4 separate regions of the Sus scrofa genome follow, and all the other regions are linked to region 1. A link is a contact called in public Hi-C and promoter capture Hi-C data. All regions are on one chromosome and are shown on one strand. The core of a region is the stretch at or near the end of the contact, and the rest is flanking DNA. Distances in the headings are between cores, read along the strand shown. Region 1 holds the start of UHMK1 (serine/threonine-protein kinase Kist). Region 2 overlaps DDR2 (discoidin domain-containing receptor 2). Region 3 holds the start of C4H1orf226. Region 4 holds the start of HSD17B7 (hydroxysteroid (17-beta) dehydrogenase 7).

Region 1 (3,278 bases), core at 350-2,849:
TTTTAATAAAATAAGAGGACCTTCAACAGTGGATTACAATTCAAAGATATTAAATATGGCACATAATTAAAATTGTGCTTCCCAAGCACTCAGAGATGAGTGAATATGCACTTTGGGTGCCAAGCAAAAATGAGCAAAAGAAAAATCCAAATACTAAGTATTCTTAAGGCAAATGTCACAATGTACAAAACCAAAACTGAAGATTGGTTCTTGATCCAAAATAGCACTATATAATTAAATATTAAAAGGAGAGGTCAAGACATTCAAGATGACATTTTAACCTAATCTTTTAGAGTCAACAAGTCCTTAGGCCTATAAAAATGTAAAATATTTCCCTCTTAAATATCAGATTTTACCTACATCATTCAGGAAACCTTAAAAAAGAAAAAAAAGGGGGGGCAACACTATTAAGAAATTCTTCTCCAAATGGTAATATTAAAAAGGTCACTATTCACAATAAATATGGATCATGCTTGTCAGTAAGTAATATATCTATGAGCCAAAGTCATAATTAAATGCTCTCTGTTGGTGTATTAGCAATGAAAACTATTTTCACAGCTCAATCATCAGTAATCATTACATATCTTACATTGTGAATATCTGAATCATGAAACATGGTCTTAAGTGGGTAAAAGTATAAAGTGCGTATGTATCATTTTCACATTTCTATAAGGATTCTTATGAAAAATTTGGGAGTCATTTCTCCCAAATCCATACAAAAATTATGTATCAGGTAACATCTATATCAGCTATTAGCATTGACGTCACAAGTACTAGAACTATCTCCCATTTTTCACTGGTATGCAAAGATTCAAAAATTTCCGAACAAGACATGACAATCTAGTAAAGACATGCCTCCTTTCACTACAGAAGATAATTCTCTGTGCTAGTAAGTGCAGCATTTTCCAAACAGAACTGAAGCAAAACAGAATTTATTGAGCATCTACTATAGAACACTGGGCAAAGCGGCCCACCGTATTACAGTCAGTATGAGAGTGAAAGGGGGATGGGAAAGGGTCCTGGGTTGGGTGATAAGGCCAGGGCCGGACCTACTTCTCCCGCCTAAAAGACAGAAGACCGTACGCTAGGCCGAGAGGGGGAGTGTACGCTTGCTCTGAGACCTGGTTAAGAAGAGAAGGGAGATATTGGCAATTACCGATGTTCCTGTGACCCTGCAACTGTTCCAACGCTGCCCTCTCTTTGCGGAAACCATACTCGGCGGCCGAGGCCGCAGCCCCGGTGGTTCCTGGCGGTAAGAACTGCTTCAGGGCGCCGGGGGGTGAGCCAGGAGTGCCGCAGCAGCGCACCCGATACACCGAGGCAGAGGAGCCGCTACCCAGGCGGCTCTGTACCTGCCACAGCCGCCCGAAAGCTTCCAGAAACCGCGGCGGCTCCGCGCCCCACGCACAGCCGGATCCAGCCATCGGTGTGGACTGAGGGCACTGACACGGAGCTGACGCGACGCCCGAGGCAGGCCGGCAGGGCCCTCGGTCACATCCCCGCCCGCCGGACCAGCGGCTCTGCAGGGAGGGGCCTGCAGCCGCCTCACCGACTGCCGGGACCTCAGGCCGCCATGACACCGGAAGCCGTCTGCGCCCGGGTCCCAGAAGCCGGAAATGGAGGAAGAGCCAATCTTACAAGCTGAAGGGCGGGCCCAGAAAGGGCGGAGTCTAGAATTGATTAGGTGAATTAGGTTTGGAGGAAAGGACTGAGGGAGAGAGTTAAGCGTTAGAGAGTTCTTAATATTCTAGGCCCAATGTTAACCGCTTTCACACACAGTCACCTAAAACTAAAACTTATTTTTGTTCTTGCTGAGGCACCCCACCTCACCTTTGGGAAGCTTGGAAAGTAAAACCCTGCCTACATGTCTCATAGCCAGGATCCAAAGGAAATACCCCAGTTGCTAAAGGAATGGATTTACCACCACCTCCTCGCTCTGTTCCCTAGTGGTTATAATTCCGGATGCCCAGGCTTCTGTGCTTCTCTTAGTTTCCTTTGCCTTTGGCTGCCTAGTCAAAAAGCAGCCTCCCTGGGCAAACGTGGATCTTTTACAAACGTTTGTTTTTCATTTATTCATTCGATTTTTTTTACTCATTTGACAATTTTTTATTAACAAGTGTAAAAAATCGGAATCTCGGTCCACAAACGAGGATGTGTAATAAATGTATTCTTCCTTATTATTCTGTGTTCAACTTTTTCAAGCTCCATTCAGATGGGGTGGCACAAAATTAGTATGACCATTTGCCTCCATCACCTTTTCCTCAGGTTTTGTCCAAGTTTCCAGGTAAATGAGGTGGTTTATGTGGGGATTGAGGGGTTGAGCTCTGCTTTTCAGTATCATTGGTTATTGTCTTGCCAGGTTGCCACTGAAATATGCCTTATTTCTGTCTGTATGACCCTTTCAGGGTCTGGATTAGGAAAAGTTCTCTGCACTCTCTGCCATTTCTAACAATCATTTTCTTCTATAGCTGAAGTCTCAACTAATCTCTTGAGAACTTGGGCTTTTGTGATACAAAAAACAAAACTCACAAGCTCCCCTAAGGCAGTGAACACAGACATTTATTTGCTTATATAAAGGGGAAGGCAAAGTGGAGAAGCTGAGGTGTGGAAGGGAACTTAGGTCATGAATAGAGAGGAGATTCGAAATAGAAATTAACCATGATTTCAAAAATTTTGAGTTGGTAGAATGAATTAGATGTGTATATAATTATAATCCAAGGGTCAAGGTAAAAAGGAGGCGCAGGTAAATTGCTAGAACTCTGTAGAGGAACTCTTAGCAATTCACCCATTAGAAAAGTGTGAGTAAAAAGAAGCATTTCATTTCAGTCTATTTTGTTGAAATTGAATGTATTATAATCAGAGATAGCAAATGCTGAATTTCTAGAAGTTGATTAGGTTCTCCTTTGTGAAAAGTATCCATTGTTATAATCCATGTCTTGGTTGCATTTAAACTTTTTCCCCAAATGCTAGAATCAGAAGTTATCGGTCTGAAAATATTCTGCAGTAGATTTTAATTATGTTTTTCCAACCCCTTCAAAAATGAAAGTAATGACTCTGTGGTAGCTAGTCTTCAAACTGGCCCCCAATGTTCCTAGTCTCCTAATATTCACTTTCTGTTATCATCTCCTCTCACATTGAATAGGGTTGATCTGTGTAAGCAATAGGATAGTGTGTAAATAATGGCGTGTGACTTTCTAGGTCATAAAAGATGTTGAAGCTTCTATCTTGTTATCTCTTTGATCACTTGTTTTTGGGGAAACTAGCTGCCTTAACATGAA
Region 2 (3,084 bases), core at 490-2,989, 290 kb before region 1:
CTTGGCATTGATGATAATTTGAGGAATAGGAATCATAAACTTTCTCTCACTGTGAATATCAGTGAGACAAATCAAGCCAACGTAAATGGAGAAATGCATATGTTACGCAGATATGCAGATTTCTCTGAGACACATACCACCAGCATGCCTCTCTGGGTGAGGATTAACTCACCATTACTGTTATGGAAAGGCTGTCAGACAACGGAGTATGGCTGGAAACTGCAATTTATGTAGTAAAGGATCCAAGAGATTATTAGCCAGTTTGGAAAACTGCTAAAAGACTGTGGATCCTTTTGCTTTGAGGTCCATGGATACTTTTCCAAGAAGAGGCAGCTTCTCATTTGGGGAGTTGCTGAACATAGAAGAAAAGGAGCATAAAAGAGAAAAAAAGAGATGAGAAAGTAAATAGACATGCAGAAAAAAAGGAGAAAGGAAGGAGCTTAGCAGGAAAGATGTATGCAATTGTGAGAAGTTTGCAAGAAGAGGTGAGGACCTTTGGGGGTATGTCTGTGCATAATAACTGAAGAGGTAAGTATTAAGACTATTGTGTGTGTTGTGGATGCTGAGAAGTGCAGTGTTCTGCAAAGGGAGTTAGGAAGCAAATTCATATGCGTAGTGGCAGATCCAACACAAAATGTGCATTTGTGTCTGAGAGAGATGAGAACAAAGATGAGGACTACTAACCCATCAGAAAAGTAAAACACAGCAATGGAAATGTAAGGTAGCTCACAGACCTTCCCATCTCAAAAGAAAACAATTACTCAGAAGTTTCCAGAGTGTTCCTGATCCTGAAGACAAAATACATAAAGGAAAATTCAAAACACAGACCACAGACCTGGCATTCTTGTTGGCATCTGCTCGGAGCATTTTCACAGCCACCAGGACAGGCTGGTTGGCACTGACATCTAGGGCGAAATCTTTGTCTTTGAATTTTTCCATTCCCTCCACTTCGCAGAGATGAACCTAGACAAAAGTCATCTAGTCTCAGCATCATCATTTCTCCTGAAGATGTCTCAGTACTCTTGCTGGGCATTTCCTAGAGATAAACTACCTCTTACAACTCAGGCAAAATAATCAAAAGACCAATAAGAAGATAGAGGTAATACATCTTTGACTCAAATAACTGAAAAAACAATGGTAAGGTACCCAGCTAGTATATATTACTGCTTTATGAAAGAACCATACATTAATTGGAACACTAAATATGCAAATATATCTATAACAGTAGTTTATTACACCATAGCTCCCTAGAAAATGTCATTCAGTATAAATGCTTGACCTTTGATTCAAGGAAGTTTAGTTACTGGATTGTGCAAAACATAAGACAATTTCCTCTCTGAGGTAATCCCTTAGTATGTGATTAGTTAGCATGGTTAGTAATCCCTATGTATTAGTAACAGTATAACAAGCCTGTGTTTTCAACCCAGGAGAGAGAATGAATGCATATAACACCACAAACAGATGCTATGGACCTATCTACCTCCACCACCACCAAACCTACCCAAAGTTAAAAACTACACCACCCATGTTGGAATCAATAACATATTCTTAGGAAAACAAGTTACATTTGGAGTGTAGAGGGAAGCGTTAAAGAGCTTCCATTGCCACTTAAATCATCGCTTTGAATTCTCAGAAGGCTCATGTGACTGACGTAAAAGTGGAAAGTCAAATATTACACACATCACTCCGAGAGCAATTGAGAAGAGTGCTCCTCCTTATCTTAGTGAGTGATTCATTCCCTGGTGGTTGATTCTGGGACCCAAGGCAGGGGCGAGGTTGTTTTTGACCATTTTATATGTAACTCCCATTAAATGGGGGAAAAAAAAAGTGGCTATCAAATAGCAGGATGTTCTTGGACTGTTTATAAAAGATGATCACATCTTATGGGTCCCCACCCTCTGTAACCTATTATAAAAATTTTTTTTTAAAATATTGAATGTTTTTCAGGATATCTAAGTCAAGTGACTTTCCTGCTTTAAAAACTCGTATATAGAAATCGAGATTCCCATGAATTCCATAGCTATTTGACAAAGATGAGGTTGACCCAATACTAATCTTCTAGAGGCCAGTGCAAAGAGAGACAATTGGAAGGGACAGTCAATGTGGATCCACTCTGGAGGGGACACTTAACTCTATTGACCATATTTATTCAACTAATTCCTTTGAGCTAGCAAGGACTGGTGGCCCCACTCAAAGAATCAACTTACCTCCCCAAACTGGCCTTCTCCTAGCTTCTCCTTGAAAGTTAACAGTTTCCTGGGGAACTCTTCCACAGCCACATCTTTTCCTGAGAGCAGGTCCATGGTAACGGCAGGCACAGAGTAGGTATTACCTCCGGTCACCCCCTGGAGGTTCACAATGTCAGCCTCTGCGTAGTGGGGCACGCCCTCAGGCCCGCTGGGTTGGACTGGCTTCACAAGGCCACTGCAGCCTAGGAAGACAAGGGCAATGAGCCTCACTCCAAGGGGCATGTCTGGATATCTCTTCAAGAAAACAAATCTGAGAGGAGGGCTAAAACACGCCCCCAAGACAGCCAGCCTATGCCATGACATTCTTACTTGGAGAATGGTCCCTCCAGACTCTCTCACAGCCTCCAGAATGTAGGCCACCATTTATCTCTTATCCTTCTCCCCACACCCCATGATCATCAACGAGCTCCTTGGCTAATCTTGAGGAATTGTGGTGAAGCTACAGGAAGGCTTGCACTATATTAGTTAGGGTGGGAGTATTAAAGTTTTAGGATTTAATGGCCTAGTTCCTTAATTTTAAGATATTCTCACTGACTTAGTAATCTATTTTAGGGATTAAAAACTTTCTGATTATATGATGGAGCATGATAATGTGAGAAAAAGAATGTATATATGTATGTGTGACTGGGTCAACTTGCTGTACAGTAGAAAATTGACAGAACACTGTAAACCAGCTATGACGGAAAAAAATAAAAATCATTTAAAAAAACTTTCTGATTAAATTTATATGATTCAGCTTAAGATATATTGTGATATTAAGAAACATTAAAGTAAGAGGGAGGGTGTTTTTAGACTTCAGAAAATAGGTAAATTACTCTACTTCAGCCTAGGAAAT
Region 3 (3,174 bases), core at 88-2,587, 420 kb after region 1:
ATGGAGTAATCCCTGCCTGAGATGCAAACACCCTGCATCTACAAAGTCATGAAGGAGAAAAAAAAGGAATGAAGAGAAAATTGTCTCCATATCAAAACCAGCAAGACACAACCTACTGGAAGTGCACTATTTACCAATAGCAGGCACACAGTAGGTGCCTGAGTCTTGGGGGGAGGGCATCAAGCAGCATGAAGGAAGAGCAGAAGCACTCTTCCCATGTGATGGGCAGTGGGAGTCCCAGCTGTAATCTCAGAAACCAGAACTCCTCACTCGGGAAGGGCATCACAGGGGGCCCGCCTTATTCACACCTGAAGGTCCAGTACAGAGGCTTCCACCCCGCCCCCGCCCCCCAGGATAGACCTGGGGCTCTGAGCTGAAAATTCCAGTCACCCCTGATAAATTCTCCAGCAGCTGTCCCCTACTAGTTGCTGAAACTTAACTTTATGCCACAAAACTAGCAAATGGGCAGCTTTCACCACACTTCCCCCCTTCAATGCCTGGCACTCGCAAAGGAGTCTTGGCAAATAAGGCATTTAGGAAGTGGTTCTGACACCTGGCCCAGGTTACCTGGAATCTAAAAACAAAAACCACCCTGTATTATTTTCCTCAATCAGGAGGCAGGTATTTCCCCTTTAAAAGACTTTCCTGAAAGCACCTCTCTCACAGGATCCCAATGATTAAATAACATCAGAGCTTCCCTAAACCGATTCTAAAGAACCACGGCCGGGCTGCGCACACCCACTGGTTTTTCCTCCTCAGAAGGAGGGATATGGGAAGTAACTCAATCAGTCCTGGGCGGGTAAGGATGGGGGAGTCTGCAGGTGGGAGAAGGGGTGAAGCAATACCGCTCAAACTTTGCAGTTGCTCTTTAGCAGTTCTGGGCAGAAGCCCAGAGAATTCTATACTGGGAAGGGGCAGTCACCCTCCCTAACAGAAAGGCCCTCAAATCAGCCTAACCCACCAGCTCTGCGCATCCCATTCACTCAGACATGCCCTCTCCGGGCAGTCCCCTCTCCAGGGCCCCCTCACCTTGGCCTCGAAGCAGATGCCGTGTTGGAAGGCGTCCTCGTTGTGCAAGGGGATCCGCAGGTCGTGCCCATCGTCCACAAGGTTGTACTTGGTTTTGCTGGGCATGGTGACCCTCGGTGGACCGGCTCCTCCAGAGGCGGCGGCGGTGGCAGGAAGGGGCTGGTAGGACCCCGGGGAGGGGAGATGGGAGCCGAGCGCGGCGGCTCGTGGATGGGGCGCAAGCGGAGGGTCGCGGGGCGGAGTGCGCCCTGGCCGCGCGGCGACGGTGGAAGCCGGGACTCCGATCAACGCCTAGGGCCGGGCGGCGCGGGTGCGGGCGACGCGAGCGGCGCTGTGGCCGCGCAATTCCTGCCGGCAAGGAGGGTGGCGGGGGCGGCGGCGGGGGCGGGCGTGCGCGGCGCCCCGGCCGGGGGAGGGGAGCGGTGGGCGCGCGGCCCGCGGTGGGACTGGGCGCGGCGCCGGCCTGGGAGCAGTGGCGCGGGCAGCCCGGGACGAGGAAGAAAAGGCGACGGCGGTGGCGGCGGCGGCGGAGCAGGGTGCCTGTCACGGAGACGCCGGATCAGCCGCCGGCGAGCGGCTCCTCCTGCGGGGCGGGCCCGGGCCGGCTCCTCCCGCGGGGCGCCCAGGCCCCGCCTGTCGCCGGGTCCGCCCCCGCGCTGCCCGCGGAGCAGGTGAAAGTCCCTGGGAGCGCCGCGCCCAGTCCTGGTTGTGTCCTGCGGCCCGACCCCGAGAACTTCGCCCTGGCCCTAGCCAGCCGGGGTCTCAGGAACACGGGCACAGTCTTGTTTTTGTTTTTTACAGTTTGATTCTGAGCCAGACTACTAATAGTTAGCAGTAGTGGCGCCTTTGGGTTGGAGGTTTGTTTTTGTTTGGGGAGGGGGGAGGGGCTGTGTTTGTTGTTTTGTTTTTGCGTTCTACCTGGAAGGCCCAAGTCCTGGCCCAAATACATTTAGATTATTAATTCTGAGAGTTCCCGTTCTCTGGAGAATGAAGACTGTAACCAAATGGGGGACTATTGCAGGTGTTTTGTGTTCTTTTGAGTAGTGATTTGTGAGTTGTGTATTGGGAGGGTTGGGGGATGCCTTTGGGGATAGTTTTAATAGTTAAAAGCCATAAGCCCTGTGGAAATGGAGTAGGCCAAAAGGGGTACTAGAGAAGGAAGAATCTACACCTTTTTATTTTCTTAGACAGCCTATACCTGGGTATGGACAAAATGAACTTACAAGGTTTTGGGGTGTTTTTTTGTTCGTTTGTTTTTGGTCTTTTTGGGGCCACACCCTCAGCATCTGGAGGTACCCAGGCTAGGGACTGAATTGGAGCTGTAGCCTACCTCACAGCCCTAGCAATGGCAGATCCGAGTGCATCTGTGACCTACACCACAGCTCATGGCAACACCTGATCCTTAACCCCCTGAGCGAGGCCAGGGATTGAATCTGCGTCCTCATGGATGCTAGTCAGATTCATTTCCGCTGAGCCATGGGAACTTCATCCAAGATATTTCTAATTTATGTTATTCTTCCTACCTTAGTAAGTGCTTGGATGTGGTTAAGAAGAAGCTCATTCATTTCTCTCTGTTACATCAAGAGTTTTTTGCCATGCAAAAATGTGCAAAGGAAGGGCCCATAGGAGTAATTAGTAACCAATTATTTAGTATCTGTCAAACCCCACAGGTAGAGGTGCATGATAACTATGTTCTACATGGCTTTATATTACCCTAGAGTCATCAAAAGTAACCAAATAAGCTAATGCCAAAGCCAGCCCAACCTGAGATCACTGAGACCAGATGGTCAGCTCCTCTGTTGAATTCATCAACTTAAACCGGCTTTTAATGCCTTGTGAACACGTCCACAAAGGGCAGCTTGAAAATCAAATGACTGCTTATTGTATAGTCAGGGCTTGGAACCACCATAAAACACCACAGTGAAATCATTTGCAGGAATTCCCATCGTGGCTCAGTGGTTAATGAATCTAACTAGGAACCATAAGGTTGCGGGTTCGATCCCTGGCCTAGCTCAGTGGGTCAAGGATCTGGTGTTGCCTGTGAACTGTGGTGTAGGTCGCAGACGCGGCTTGGATCCCGTGTTGCTGTGGCTCTGGTGTAGGCCAGCGGCTACAGCTCCGATTAGACCCCTAGCCTGGGAACCT
Region 4 (3,250 bases), core at 733-3,232, 310 kb before region 1:
AACCCCCCCCCCACCTCTAATACTCACTTGCTCAGGACAATGTCCAGTATGTGTTTTTCTCATTCCACAAAAGCTCGACAATGCAAATAGCTGGACTGCAAATGAGAGCTATCCTTTTAGCATTTCTTTTAAGACAGAGTTTATTTCACCAGTGGTTTTCATTTTACAATGATTATGACACTCATAAAAGTGATTCAGTACATTACCAGCAAATAGTGAAAAGAGCATCTTATTATAAGTTTCCTGTGTGCATGTTTTACTTTGCTGTCTAGGTTCCTCAAGGACAAGGGCCCTACTATCTGTTGGTAGCATTGCCACTATCAGGAGCACTAGGAATTCCTGATAAGGAATGGATGAATCTTTCAGAAAGAGGTATATGTAACATGGCAGGGGGTACAAGTCCCTCTCAATTACTATGACTGAATAACCAACAGGAAGAGAAAGAATTCTACATGATTAAGTAGAACAGAAAAAGAGGAAATAGAAGATAGGTACCGGGAAGGAGAAGCAGGGATGAGCACTTGTGTCAAAAACAAATTACCCACTTCAGAAAGAGCATTGTGAAACCACACAGTAGATGGGGATAGCAGTCAGACCAGGCTGGCTTATGGCAATGGAAACCTGAGTAAATGAGTTTTCTTCCAAAACGTAAGCTGATCCAGGCAAAGGGCCTAGCACCATCAGCAATCAGTTGGCCCTCCAAACAGAGGATCAAATATATTTTTATTCACTCTCATTTAAGAACAGGCCTTTACTATAAGTGTATATTTACACATAATATATACAAATGAAGCAAACACACAAAATCAATTCTGACTTATTTGAGCAACTTCAACATAGGAAGCACCATACCAGGTGTTAAGATCACTCAAGAGAGAAGACACACTAAAATTCTGTACATCACAGACACCTACCAGGTTTGGCTTAGTTAACATGGAAGTGGCTAGATAAGTAAAAATAAACTAATTTTATGTATTTACTTTTTTTTTTTTTTTTTTTATGGCCACACCTGTGGCATATGGAAGTTCCCAGGCTAAGGGTTGAATGGGAGATGCAGCTGCAGGCCTATGCCACAGCCAGGGCAACAGTGGATCTGAGCCACATCTTCTGTCCAAGCCTCAGCAGGATCCTTAACCCACTGACCAGAACTGAACCCACATCCTCATGGACATTGTGTTGGGTTTGTAACCAGCTCAGACATAATTTCGAACTAATTTTAAATACCATTTAACATAGCTTCAGTCTTAATTCCCTCAAAACTCCAAAAGCAACAACAACGAATGTGGTTTGGTTAGTTTCATCCTCCACACACTTTTTCACTGAAATGCAAATGACCAACCTTGGAGTAATCACTCACTGGCAGTAATGGTTACTTGCACTTCTTCCATGCCTTAACAGGAAAAAGTTCCTTTTCTCTGAGTTCCTGGAGAAATATACTACATTTTTAGATCTGCACATGGAATGTGATTTTCTCCCCCCACTGTTCTAATGTTCATGGACCTTGAAATTTATCTAGGGTCGGAAGTCCTGCACAGATAAAACACCTGGAGTGATACAGCCACCTGGTCACAGGCAAAATGCCCAGGCACTGATGGTAAAAAGTGATGGGAAAGTCGGAAGGGGGCGAGGTCTGCGTGGGAAGCGCCGTTTTCCTGGATATGAACAGGATCATCACAGAAACACGCATGTCTTAGTGGCGTTCTATTTTCTTTCTGCTGTCATATTTAATGCAAAGCACCAGATACTGAGCACTTCAAGAGGCCGGAACGCCTGGTATCCCATGCAGTGGAGGACCCAGGAGAGAATGGGACAGGGTCTCAGTCAGAGTCCCCACAGAGGCAAGGTAAGAGAAGGGAGCTCCCGGGACGGTCAGGGGCGAGTCATCGCGGCGCGATACTTCCTGTTCCCTCAGACCCCCGCCCAGCCGACAGGCAACCAAAGACCTTACCTGCTAGCCCCGGTGATCAGTACCACCTTCCGCATCGTCTCACACACCAATGCAGCGCAAGCCAAGCAGGCATCCGGCAAAGCTTCTCGGAAGCCCTTTTGACCCACGCCCCGCCCAGGCCACGCCCCCAGCCCTTCAATCAGGGACTGACGAGGCCCCACCTCCCTTTTGCGTCATCGACTCCGCTGGGCCCTTTCTCAGTCGCAGCCAGCCTTTGGCTCCCGGCTCCTGGGCGGGGATGGAGTGAGATAGGCCGAGGGGTGGAGCCTCGTGTCGCACAAGGCCCGAGCCAATCCGGGCTCTCCCCGCCCCTCTTGGGCGGAGGTGTCCCGCCCATGACCTTACACGCGCCGGAGGCCTTTGGCGTTTGCGTGGTTGGGAATTGCGTCCAGTCGGGGGCATAGGAGCGCTGGTACCAGGAGCGCATAGGGACCATACCCTGTCCCCTAGGATTGGCACTTCACCGCAGGAACTCAGGATATTTGCACCAGAGCTCCTTATTTTATTTTATTATTTTATTCATGCATGAATTACCAATTTCCAAAACTTGGAATATGATGTGGAATCAGAGACTCTCGGATTCCATAGGAGATAGTGGGTCGTATACTGTAGTCTCCTATTTAATGTGCCTCCTACTCTTTGTGCTGAAGGACCCTCTTCGTTTTTCCAAGCCATCCCAGATAGGTACTTTTGGAATATACAATAAAAATAAATCCCTAGAAAATGAAAGAAAAAGGCATACAAAATACAAGCCTCATTTTTTTTTTTTTTTTAATTAGATTCAACAGACTTGAGTACTCTGCCAGAAGTTCTTGTAGCTCATCAGGTTAAGGACCCGCCCTTGTCTCTGGGAGAATGTGAGCTTCCATATGCCACAGATGTCGCTGTAAAAAGAAAAAGCAAAAAGAGTACTCTGCCAAACTGTTAAAAAAGTTTCTAATGTTTAGGTTTCTGGATTTATCGTGGACTGGTAACAGTCCTTAGTGTGGGACTGTCACCAATCCAGGCCCACACTAAGGAACACTACTGCATGTATCAAACTATGGAACATACTTTACTTCATAGCCTCTTTCAAAGTTTTCTTTTTGAATAGTACTGTTCTCTGAAAGATGTAAGACAGGACATTTATATTGGCTTTTGAATATCCTAGAGCTTTTGATTAATTTGATATTAGTTTAGAATTAGATAACTCATACCAATAAAATTAGATTGAAAGAATAAATGTGATTATTAAAGATTTGATTTCTAAATCATTAATACTTTATTATTTGGGTGGAACTCAGCTCCTATCCTTATGCCATT

Evidence for each region. Promoter capture Hi-C pulls out the DNA fragments that hold promoters and counts their contacts. A called contact is a pair of places that touch in the nucleus more often than the background predicts.
Region 2: a contact with region 1 is called in a Hi-C map of retroperitoneal adipose tissue, with 2.5 times the contacts expected there. The contact joins the enhancer-like site here to the promoter of UHMK1 in region 1. A contact is called at or near these places in 2 of 5 promoter capture datasets (fetal liver and liver), 9 of 47 Hi-C or Micro-C datasets (alveolar macrophages, embryonic fibroblasts, fetal heart ventricle and 5 more) and 2 of 2 datasets of contacts at active chromatin or transcription factors (alveolar macrophages and skeletal muscle).
Region 3: a contact with region 1 is called in a promoter capture Hi-C map of fetal skeletal muscle, with 3 times the contacts expected there. The contact joins the promoter of C4H1orf226 here to the promoter of UHMK1 in region 1. A contact is called at or near these places in 1 of 5 promoter capture datasets (fetal skeletal muscle), 1 of 47 Hi-C or Micro-C datasets (embryonic fibroblasts) and 2 of 2 datasets of contacts at active chromatin or transcription factors (alveolar macrophages and skeletal muscle).
Region 4: a promoter capture Hi-C map of fetal liver shows a contact between it and region 1, with 2.3 times the contacts expected there. The contact joins the promoter of HSD17B7 here to the promoter of UHMK1 in region 1. A contact is called at or near these places in 2 of 5 promoter capture datasets (fetal liver and liver), 7 of 47 Hi-C or Micro-C datasets (alveolar macrophages, embryonic fibroblasts, heart right ventricle and 3 more) and 2 of 2 datasets of contacts at active chromatin or transcription factors (alveolar macrophages and skeletal muscle).

What each region holds. Positions count from the first base shown.
Region 1 is chr4:88,051,336-88,054,613 of Sscrofa11.1, forward strand. It overlaps UHMK1 (serine/threonine-protein kinase Kist), which reads right to left and starts at 1,600. Exons shown (of 8, transcript XM_021089503.1): 1 at 1,157-1,600. The coding sequence starts at 1,424.
Region 2 is chr4:87,764,607-87,767,690 of Sscrofa11.1, forward strand. DDR2 (discoidin domain-containing receptor 2) reads right to left here. Exons shown (of 18, transcript XM_021089500.1): 13 at 2,208-2,431; 14 at 836-963. Among named protein-coding and RNA genes, the nearest start is that of HSD17B7, 23 kb to the left of the region's middle. Within about 2 kb of position 1,740, at least 5 of the 83 cell types and tissues checked have an H3K27ac peak or open chromatin away from gene starts, as enhancers often do. A contact at or near this core is called in alveolar macrophages and retroperitoneal adipose tissue, where this site is marked.
Region 3 is chr4:88,470,404-88,473,577 of Sscrofa11.1, forward strand. C4H1orf226 reads right to left here and starts at 1,338. Exons shown (of 14, transcript XR_002343372.1): 1 at 1,030-1,338.
Region 4 is chr4:87,740,933-87,744,182 of Sscrofa11.1, forward strand. It overlaps HSD17B7 (hydroxysteroid (17-beta) dehydrogenase 7), which reads right to left and starts at 1,983. Exons shown (of 9, transcript NM_001185137.1): 1 at 1,949-1,983. The coding sequence starts at 1,983.